2 separate regions of the Mus musculus genome follow, and region 2 is linked to region 1. A link is a contact called in public Hi-C data. All regions are on one chromosome and are shown on one strand. Each heading gives the region's core, a stretch centred on a gene start, on an enhancer-like site or on the middle of the called end of the contact. The rest is flanking DNA. Distances are from core to core; before and after follow the strand shown.

What was found. Hi-C and Micro-C count contacts between places; a contact is called where the count stands out from the background.
Region 2: a Hi-C map of olfactory sensory neurons shows a contact between it and region 1, with 2.9 times the contacts expected there. The contact joins the promoter of Ccdc115 here to the promoter of Rab23 in region 1. A contact is called at or near these places in 1 of 484 Hi-C or Micro-C datasets (olfactory sensory neurons) and 1 of 115 datasets of contacts at active chromatin or transcription factors (memory CD8 T cells).

Annotation. Positions count from the first base shown.
Region 1 is chr1:33,718,105-33,722,402 of GRCm38.p6, reverse strand. It overlaps Rab23 (RAB23, member RAS oncogene family), which reads right to left and starts at 2,507. Exons shown (of 8, transcript NM_008999.4): 1 at 2,230-2,507; 2 at 704-795. Gm32229 (predicted gene, 32229) reads left to right here and starts at 2,557. Exons shown (of 4, transcript NR_157041.1): 1 at 2,557-2,623.
Region 2 is chr1:34,437,360-34,441,657 of GRCm38.p6, reverse strand. Ccdc115 (coiled-coil domain containing 115) reads left to right here and starts at 1,986. Exons shown (of 5, transcript NM_027159.2): 1 at 1,986-2,430; 2 at 2,512-2,615; 3 at 2,726-2,808; 4 at 3,800-3,931; 5 at 4,048-4,298. The coding sequence starts at 2,320. The coding sequence ends at 4,160. It overlaps Imp4 (IMP4, U3 small nucleolar ribonucleoprotein), which reads right to left and starts at 1,829. Exons shown (of 9, transcript NM_178601.3): 1 at 1,731-1,829; 2 at 1,509-1,617. The coding sequence starts at 1,733.

The DNA of each region.
Region 1 (4,298 bases), core at 1,258-3,757:
GCTACAAAACAAACAAGAAAAGCCTAGAAGCATCAAAGGATGAGGCTTAGCCTTCCCGTCAGAAAGAGCCACCTGCACTGCCACCTTTGGGATGTACCGTGGGATCCACACTTGCCTAAGAGGAACATTGGTGGGCAGGACAACTAGACTGAGGAGTGGGGTTCCCCTTTGCACTGGGCTCTCTACCAGAGCAGCTGCAGGCTGGACCTCCTTCCTGGAAACCCTCCTTTCGCAGGTGTCAAAGGGCATCGCAGTCTTAAGGCTCTTCCTTCCGCGGTCACAGGAGCCTCCCCATAAGCCTGTTGTGCTGCTAACGCTATCTTGGCATTTGCTTCTTTAACAGTCCAAATGGATACTCTCGCTCATGAAGTTTTATAGTCACGTAAATGTTAGAGACTCTGGACTGTGCCTAATGTTGGAACCCAGGAGAACTTCAAAGAACTTGGATCCTGTGCTCAGAGAAGATGATTTCAATGCTCTAGGATGAAACCAAGACTTCAACCACCAGCCTCTTATAACCCTGAAGCTCAGGAGCAAATCTAAATCTAGCAAGAGTGGTGGAGAATGCTGTTATTCAGGGTCTCACATGACGGACTGAGGCCAGAGAGCACCTGGGAGCTCCAGACCAGTGTGGGCTACACAGTGAAATGCCATCTCAGAAAAAAACAGAAAAACAATAACAATACAAACCTACACTCCTTACCAAGATCTGACCGTGTTCATCCAGCTTGTGTTTCACACTGGCTCAGTTTTGGGAAGTCGACTTCCTCTTCTCAATCTAAACAATTCTTCACCCTACAATTAACGTTCAAAAACAAAACAAAACAAAAAACCCTCAATAGTATCAACAACAAAATAAGCCATCTCCCCAGACCTATAACAACTCAATTCATAATCATATAAAACTGAAAACTCCCCAAATGCCCTTCAGTGGGCGGATAATATAATTGGCTATGTTTAGCACATCTACCTAATTAAACAGGGAGTAGAAGGAGAAAAGGGCTATCCACACAGGAAACTGTGGAACAGATAATGTGGCTTAATTGGTACACTGTTTGTCTAGCTCCACAAGGCCCCGGACGCCATGCCTAGCAGCCCGCGGCGCACACACACACACACACACACACACACCTGGCATGACGGCACATGTCTGTCATCCCAGCACTAGGGAGGTAGAGGCAGAAGAATCCTAAGGTCATGATTATCCTTGCTACTGGAGCAAGTCTGAGGCTAGCCTGGACCACCTGAGATCTTGTCTCAAAAAGATATGAAGAGCCTGTCCCCCCAATAACCAACAGGGCCGCATCTTGAATCTCAAAGGTGTTTATATATAGTCATGGAAGACAGTTATCAACATCTCAAACTGTTACACTAAAATGGCATTCTGAAAACAGTGATTTCTAGGAATCAGGAATAAGAGGTAAGATATAAAGAGACAACATGAGGTTTTAACAGGTAGCAGGACTGGTTTCATATCCTGACCAGATATATGAATCTAAAACTCTCCAAATGGTTATTTGGGTTTTTTTTTTTACCATATGGAAGTTAAAAAATAAAATTTAAACAAAGATGTGAAAGCAGATCGTAGCGTCGGGAATTACTGTTAAGATTCTCAGAAACTAGTTACAACACTGCATCCCAGCCTTCAGGGGGAAGAGGCTCTGAGTTTGAGGCCAGCCTGTCTACACAAGTTCCAAGCCAGCCATGCCATCACAGGGAGAGCCTATCCCAAATCACACATGCTTTTAAGAAAAAAAAAATGCAAAAAATAAGTATGTTCTTTGAAAAGCACAATGCTACATATAATTAAAAACCGACAGTAATTATCAATGTCCTCTCTTCTCGGTTTCAAATCCCTTGGCAACCAATGCAGACTCTCGCGTAGGCAAAGGAAAGGATGGGTCAACTTGCTAAAGAAAGGCTTGCCGGGTTTGTTTTTTCCTACAGCAACCCGCCCGTTACAGAAGGCACTGGGATCGTCCCAGGCGGAGTCGCGCAGCCCTGTGCGTCCCGCGCCGCGCCGCACCCGCATCAAGTTCTCCCACTCTCGGGTTCCCGCTCCTGGGAAGCCACGGCGGTTGGTGAGCGAGCCGCGGCCGGGGTCGTCGGCGCGGAGCGGTCCCCACGAGGACGCGAGAGCAGAGCGCCGCCCGCAGCCGCCGTCCGCGCCCACAGCGACATCCCGGCGGCACCGCAGCCCCGAGCCGAGGCCGCGCAGGCCGCACTCACCTCTGCCCGCAGCCCGGAACCCTCAGCGCGGAGCCCGCAGCCCGGAACGCACAACCCGCAGCGCTGAGCCCGGAACGCACAGTCCGCAACACCGAGCCCGGAACGCACAGCCCGCAGCACCGAGCCCGGCTCCTCCCCGCGGACGCCTCGTACCCGCTCCGCTCTTTCAGAACGATTATGAGTCTCTAGCGAACTTTATTAGTATCCGGGTTCACCGAGCTACTCCTTGCCGACGCCGCCGGGGATGGAGGGCGCGCCGGACTCCCGCCCGCCGCGCTGAGGAGCATGCGCCACCTGGTCTGCGCATGCTCAGCACCGGCCCCGCCCTGCGCTGGCAGGGAAGGCGCGGGCTGGGTTTGCACAGCATCAGGCCTTGGTACCCAAGGAGACCAAGGTGAGCAGGATGTGCTAACCTACTGAAGGTGTGCCTTGTTTCCCTACACAGGGTCAGGTATCCGGGGGCCTCAGAAGTCTGTCACCACCTGAGACTCACGTGGTAGCACTGAAGTGTGAAAAAAAAAGTGATGAATGAAGACAAATAATTTGTTTGCAGGGTATGACTGAACAAAATAGAAGACCGTGATGGCTAACAACTCAGAAAACTAACCCACAAATTTAAAAAGGTCCTGCAAAAAAGCAAACTCGCTTCAAACGCGGCGTGGAAACACACGTGTGTGATCCTAGTACTTGGAAAGATGGTGTGGCATGAAGATCAGGATTTCAAGGCCAGCCTGAACTACAATAAACTATGTCTCAAAATACATAAACGTTGGTTGTTTCTGTATGCATCAAAATAAAACAGGGGAGGGTGATATAAAATACCAAGTGTTGAAAAGAATGTGAATTAGCTGAATTTGTGTGCTGGAGCAACTCCTTTGAACGAGAAGGAGAGTTTGTTACATTTGTGCACCCTGTGATCCACCCATTCCTTGGTCACACAGCTGATAGGAACTGTCCTTATGATATACAGGCAAACAGATGTCAGGACACCCATAGCTGCATCTGTCCTAATACTCTCCAAATGGAAATAACCCAAAAGATGTCAATGAACTAATACCTCTCCGTTGTGTAATGGAACCACTACACAGCCATGAAAAGGAGCCTCTGCAGCTGTAAGCATTAACAACACACAATGACAGAAGCTTAAGGTTAAAACAAAGTGCTGTACACAAAAGCACACACTGCATGCCAAACCCATTGTTTTCTCCTTCCTTTTTAGTTTGGGGTTTGTTTTTTTGTTTTTGTTTGGCTTGGCGTTTGGTTTTTGTTTTTCAAGGCAAAGTCTGGTTATTTATCCAAGACTGGCCAAGTGCAGCTAAGGCTGAATTTCAACTCACCACCCTGCTGTGTCAATCTCTTCAGTGCTGAAATTACAAGGCTGTGTCATCATGCCAAGCGTTCAGTTCATTTCCGTTGTTGCTCAAAACTCTTGACACTGAAAGTTCTCTGAGTGGAGCTGGAGAGATGGCTCAGTGGTTAAGAGTACTGACTCTTCTTCCAGAAGTCCTGAGTTCAATTCCCAGCAACCACGTGGTGGCTCACAACCATCTGTAATGGGATCTGAAACTCTCTTCTGGTGTGTCTGAAGACAGTGACAGTGTACTCTCACACATAAAATAAATCTTTTTTTTTTTTTTTTAAGTTCTCTGACTTAAAGGTTTTGTGCAGTCATAGCAGATGGGGGAAAAAAAGCCTGGTCCTAGGATATGACCCACAATTAGCAGCCGAGCTACACAAGAGTAGGGACCTACAAGTCAAGAGCATTTTCTAAAATTATTTTATTTATTTATTTAGTTAGTTAGTTTTTCGAGACAGGGTTTCTCTGTGTAGCCCTAGGTATCCTGGAACTCACTCTGTAGACCAGGCTGGCCTCGAACTCAGAAATCTGCCTGCCTCTGCCTCCCAAGTGCTGGGATTAAAGGCGTGCACCACCACTGCCCGACTGTCAAGAGCATTTTAAAATGAAAATTTGAAAACCTACATTAGCCATAGCTAAGAGGGTCTATATGAACCACTTGTTGCTTCAAGCACATCTTTTTTTTTTTTTTTTTTTTTTTAAAGATTTATTT
Region 2 (4,298 bases), core at 737-3,236, 720 kb before region 1:
TTCCTTCTGCATCTTAGAAACAATACTGAGCCCCCAACCCAAACAAATACAAAGCCAAACACATACGCTAATAACCTAGGGATATAAGTAGGCATAATGTGAACACAAATAATACTTACAACAGTTTCTTTTAATGCAATATTTAATATAGTTAATAATAATATAGTTAATAATAGATGGTTGCAAATGCTAATATATTGATCATTTTTCTGTGTATGTGTTCCTGCCTGAGTTCACATGTGTTCAGGTAGCTGCTAAGGCCAGAGGACACTGGATCCCTGGGGTTACAGACAGTTGTGAGTCACTCTATATGGGTAGTAGGGAATGAATTTGGGTCCTCTCAAAGAGCAGGAAGTGCTCTGAATCCTTGAGCCATTTTTTTAAAACTTTTTTTTTAAGTTATGGTAATGGGTCACAGATACTTAACATTATGCTTATATAGCCCAGGCTGATCTGAAACTCATGCAGCCAAAGCAAGCCTTGAACTCCTGATCCTCTAGCCTCCACCTTACCAGTGTTGGGACATAGGCCCCCAGGCACAGTTGAGTCAGGCTGGGGACAGAATCCAGAGCCTCCTTCATGTTAGGAAGCACTCTCTAACAACTGTGGTACAATCCCAGCCCTAACATTATGCTTCTTAACTCAAAAAAACGTTACATGACACACATATACTTTATAGTCCTAAATTACAGGAACGGAATTTAATTACTGGCACCAGGGATATTGTACTATCAATCAGGCGGGAGACATGAAGTTCCTTAGATACAAAAGCAAAATAGGGATAAATAGAACATTTCCAATTAAGCTCTGTGATAGAGGATCTTCATTTATTAGGGCAAATGAAAATGTGAATTAATGTAAGGCAAAGTTTTAAACTAACCTGTAAAACGAATGTCAAATTCTAAATGGAAGAAGAATTAAAATGCAAGACAATTATAACAATCAATAACAGGTTTTTCTAATTTTGTTTTGAAGAAGACAACAAAAACAAATACCAAGGATTCTTGCAGACCCATTCCCTAAGATGGGAATCAATTAGATGAGGCAAAGGTTTTTTGTTGGTTTGTTGCTTGATTTGGTTTGGTTTTTGGTTTTTCGAGACAGGGATTCTCTGTTTTAGCTCTGGCTGTACTGGAACTCATTATGTAGACCAGGCTGGCTTCGAACTCGGGGATCGGCCTGTCTCTGCCTCTCGAGGGCTGGGATTGAAACCGTGCGCCGCCGCCACCCGACAGAGGCAATGTTTTAAAACTAAATAAAAACTAGATATTCTGTAAGCAAAACTGGCAATCAACCTGTAGACATGGGCAACTGTAGCATAAACGGCCATACTATCACATGGTGGGATCATTCAGAAACCAGTGAGCAGTGAGGTCCTACCTAACGAGCAGAGAAAGGAAAGATGACCAGCCACCCTGATACAAATACATTAAGTTCAAATGCGTTTACACCTCCGTGTAGTATGCTCGAGCAAGGACTTGTAACCCACCAGCACAGGGAGGCCTTACCTTCTAGAGCACGCTTGACTCGCTCCTTCTTCTCCTGAACGGATCGCTGCGCCTCCTCCCGGGCTTTGCGGTACAGGTACTCGCGGCGCAGGCGAGCCTCCCGACGGAGCTAGAGAACACACAGGGTCACCATCCACTTCGGAGCACCGAGGACCACAACTCAGCCCTCCCGTAGTCCCCTTCTTTCCCGCTAAACCAGAACAGGAAATCAAAACATCCTACCATGATGAGCGCCGCTCCCTCACGAGTCCCAACTCTTCTGGCGCTGCTGGCACCACGCAGTGATCACTTCCGCCCTCAACCAAAAAGGCCTTTAGAGGCTTCACTCGATTCCACTGCCGGTCAGAGTGCCCCATCTTAAGATGGCGAATGGAGGAGGGCGTCGCAAGGTGATTGGTCAGACGGGCAACCAATTAATTACCCGGATTTGGGATGTCACGTGGTCTAAGACCGTCCTGATTAGTTAGTCCGTCTGCGGCTTCACCGGTGCTTGAGCTGGTCAGGCAGCAGGCTAGCGAAGAGTAAAAGCAGGAACTGTGCGCATGGCTTCCTAGATTCAAGTTAAGGTCCGACTTTTGGTAGCCATCGGATTCGAGAAGTATCCCGCTCCAGGCGCTAATCCGCGTCCTGGCTGGTGACAGGGATCACCCGGAAGTTGAAGCCTTTGACTTCCGGGTCACGATTAGTACTGCCCCCCTAAGGGCGGATCTTGAGCGCTTATTGGCTGTCATGCACATGGCCGCGCAGTGATTCGGCGGCTTGGAAGGAAGTGGCTCCGCCCATCCGCGCGTGTCCCAAGACTGGCTGGGCCATGGCGGTCCAGGCTCTGCGAGAGGAGTTGGACTCCAAGTGCCTACAGCTGCTCAGTGACCTGGAGGAACTGGAGGCGAAGCGGGCGGCGCTGAACGCCAGGGTGGAGGAGGTGGGCCACGGGGAATGGAAGGAGGGATAGAAAGCGGGCACAGGGAGGGAAAACAGTCTCAAGTCTCTCCTGTCTCCCCAGGGTTGGCTCTCACTTGCCAAGGCTCGCTATGCCATGGGAGCCAAGTCGGTAGGACCCCTGCAGTATGCCTCGCGTATGGAGCCTCAGGTCTGCGTGCGTGCCAGGTGAGCGCCCCCCCCCCCCCCCCCCCTTGGAGAGTGGATGGGCAGGACCTAGGCCGGCGCGGCCAGAGATCCAACTTCCCTTTTTTTTTTTTTTTTTTTTTTTTTCCCAGCGAGGCCCAGGATGGACCCCAGACCTTCAGGGTGATCAAAGCTGACGCCCAGACCCCCGAGGAAGTGGGGCCTAGCGAAGCATGTAAGTCTCCTTTCCACCTGTCAGCCCTTACTCAGCGCTAAAGACAAAACTCATTGAACATTTAAGGAAATTGCTTCATTCGGAATCTGATTAATGGAGAGCGTCTGAGCTGGAGAGTTGAATGTCTGGGGGGCGGGGGTGTGGGAGGGTGGGGTTCTTATACTTTGATAGGTAGGGTTCAAGTAACAGGATAGGAGAGCCGCCCGAGGAGGTCTAAGGGAATGGGGTGTATTCCAAGCCTCCTTGACATAACATGGTTGGGTAAGAGGGTTAAAGGAATGTTGGCGTTTAAGCTGATTGGTTCACAGCATCTGGTCAAACCACAAGGAGGGACCACACATCTAAAAGGTGCATCTTCACCTGGGAACGAATCATGTTTTCTTAGCCCACCCCATTATTATCGACTGACCACAGCTATTACGTCTGTTTTGCAACTGCCAAGAATATTTCGGATTTTTGTTTGTTTGGTTGTTTTTTGCTTTTCATTTCGTTTTGTTTTTTGTTTTTTTCAGAACTCAAGGGTGGGAGCCAAGTCATTGTGAGGGCAGGTTAGCTTAAAATGGAGTCTGAGAACAAAATGGAGTTTGCTCTGGTACTTTAATCTCTACACAGTTAAAGGTGGACTCTTTTATAGTGGGATGAGTTTTGCATTCAAAGGAGCTCAACAGAACAGAAAATGTATATCCCTATATCTAGATGTTCCTTGGAAATAAACCTCCAATCCCAGTTAATCACTCCTGAAACAGCTTGGGGACATTTCATCACTTTTAGGTAAATTGGCAAAGTCAGTCGTAGTCTTGTTCTGGGTAAACAGAATTGTCTGTCCTGGAAGTCAGAATAGACAGAGTCAACTGGATTACAAAGGGGGGAGTGTTACTATTTCCAGACACAGGAGAAGGTTGGGGAAATAGCTAACCTCCAGTGTTTCTCAGAATCATGAACTTGGACTAAGCTCATTGTGGTCATGAGGACTGTATGGCCTTTCTTTCAGCTCTGCGCAGGCGCAAGGGCCCCACCAAGACCAAAGAGTTAGGATCTGCTGTAGTTCCTCAAGATCCCTTGAACTGGTTTGGAATTTTGGTTCCTCACAGTCTGCGGCAGGCCCAAGCCAGCTTCCGGGATGGTGAGTTTTAGGACTATTGTACTGGCTAGGGAGGCCTAACACCCCTGCAGTCTTAGGGGTTGGGGGGGCGGCACTCCATGGATCTTACCATGATGACATTCCTCTTCTCTCACCAGGCCTACAGCTGGCTGCAGATATAGCCAGTCTCCAGACTCGCATCAACTGGGGTCAGAGTCAGCTTCGAGGCCTCCAGAAAAAACTGAAGGAGTTGGACCCTGGGCCTGCCTGACCTGCATCCACATTGGGAGGCACTGAGCATAGCTGCCGTGGATGCTACCACCTTACCTCAGGCCTTCTTCTTTTTATAAGCAGCCCCTGTCTCAGCTGATGCCCCACCTAGAAATGTCCTTAGTCTGCGCGGTTTCTA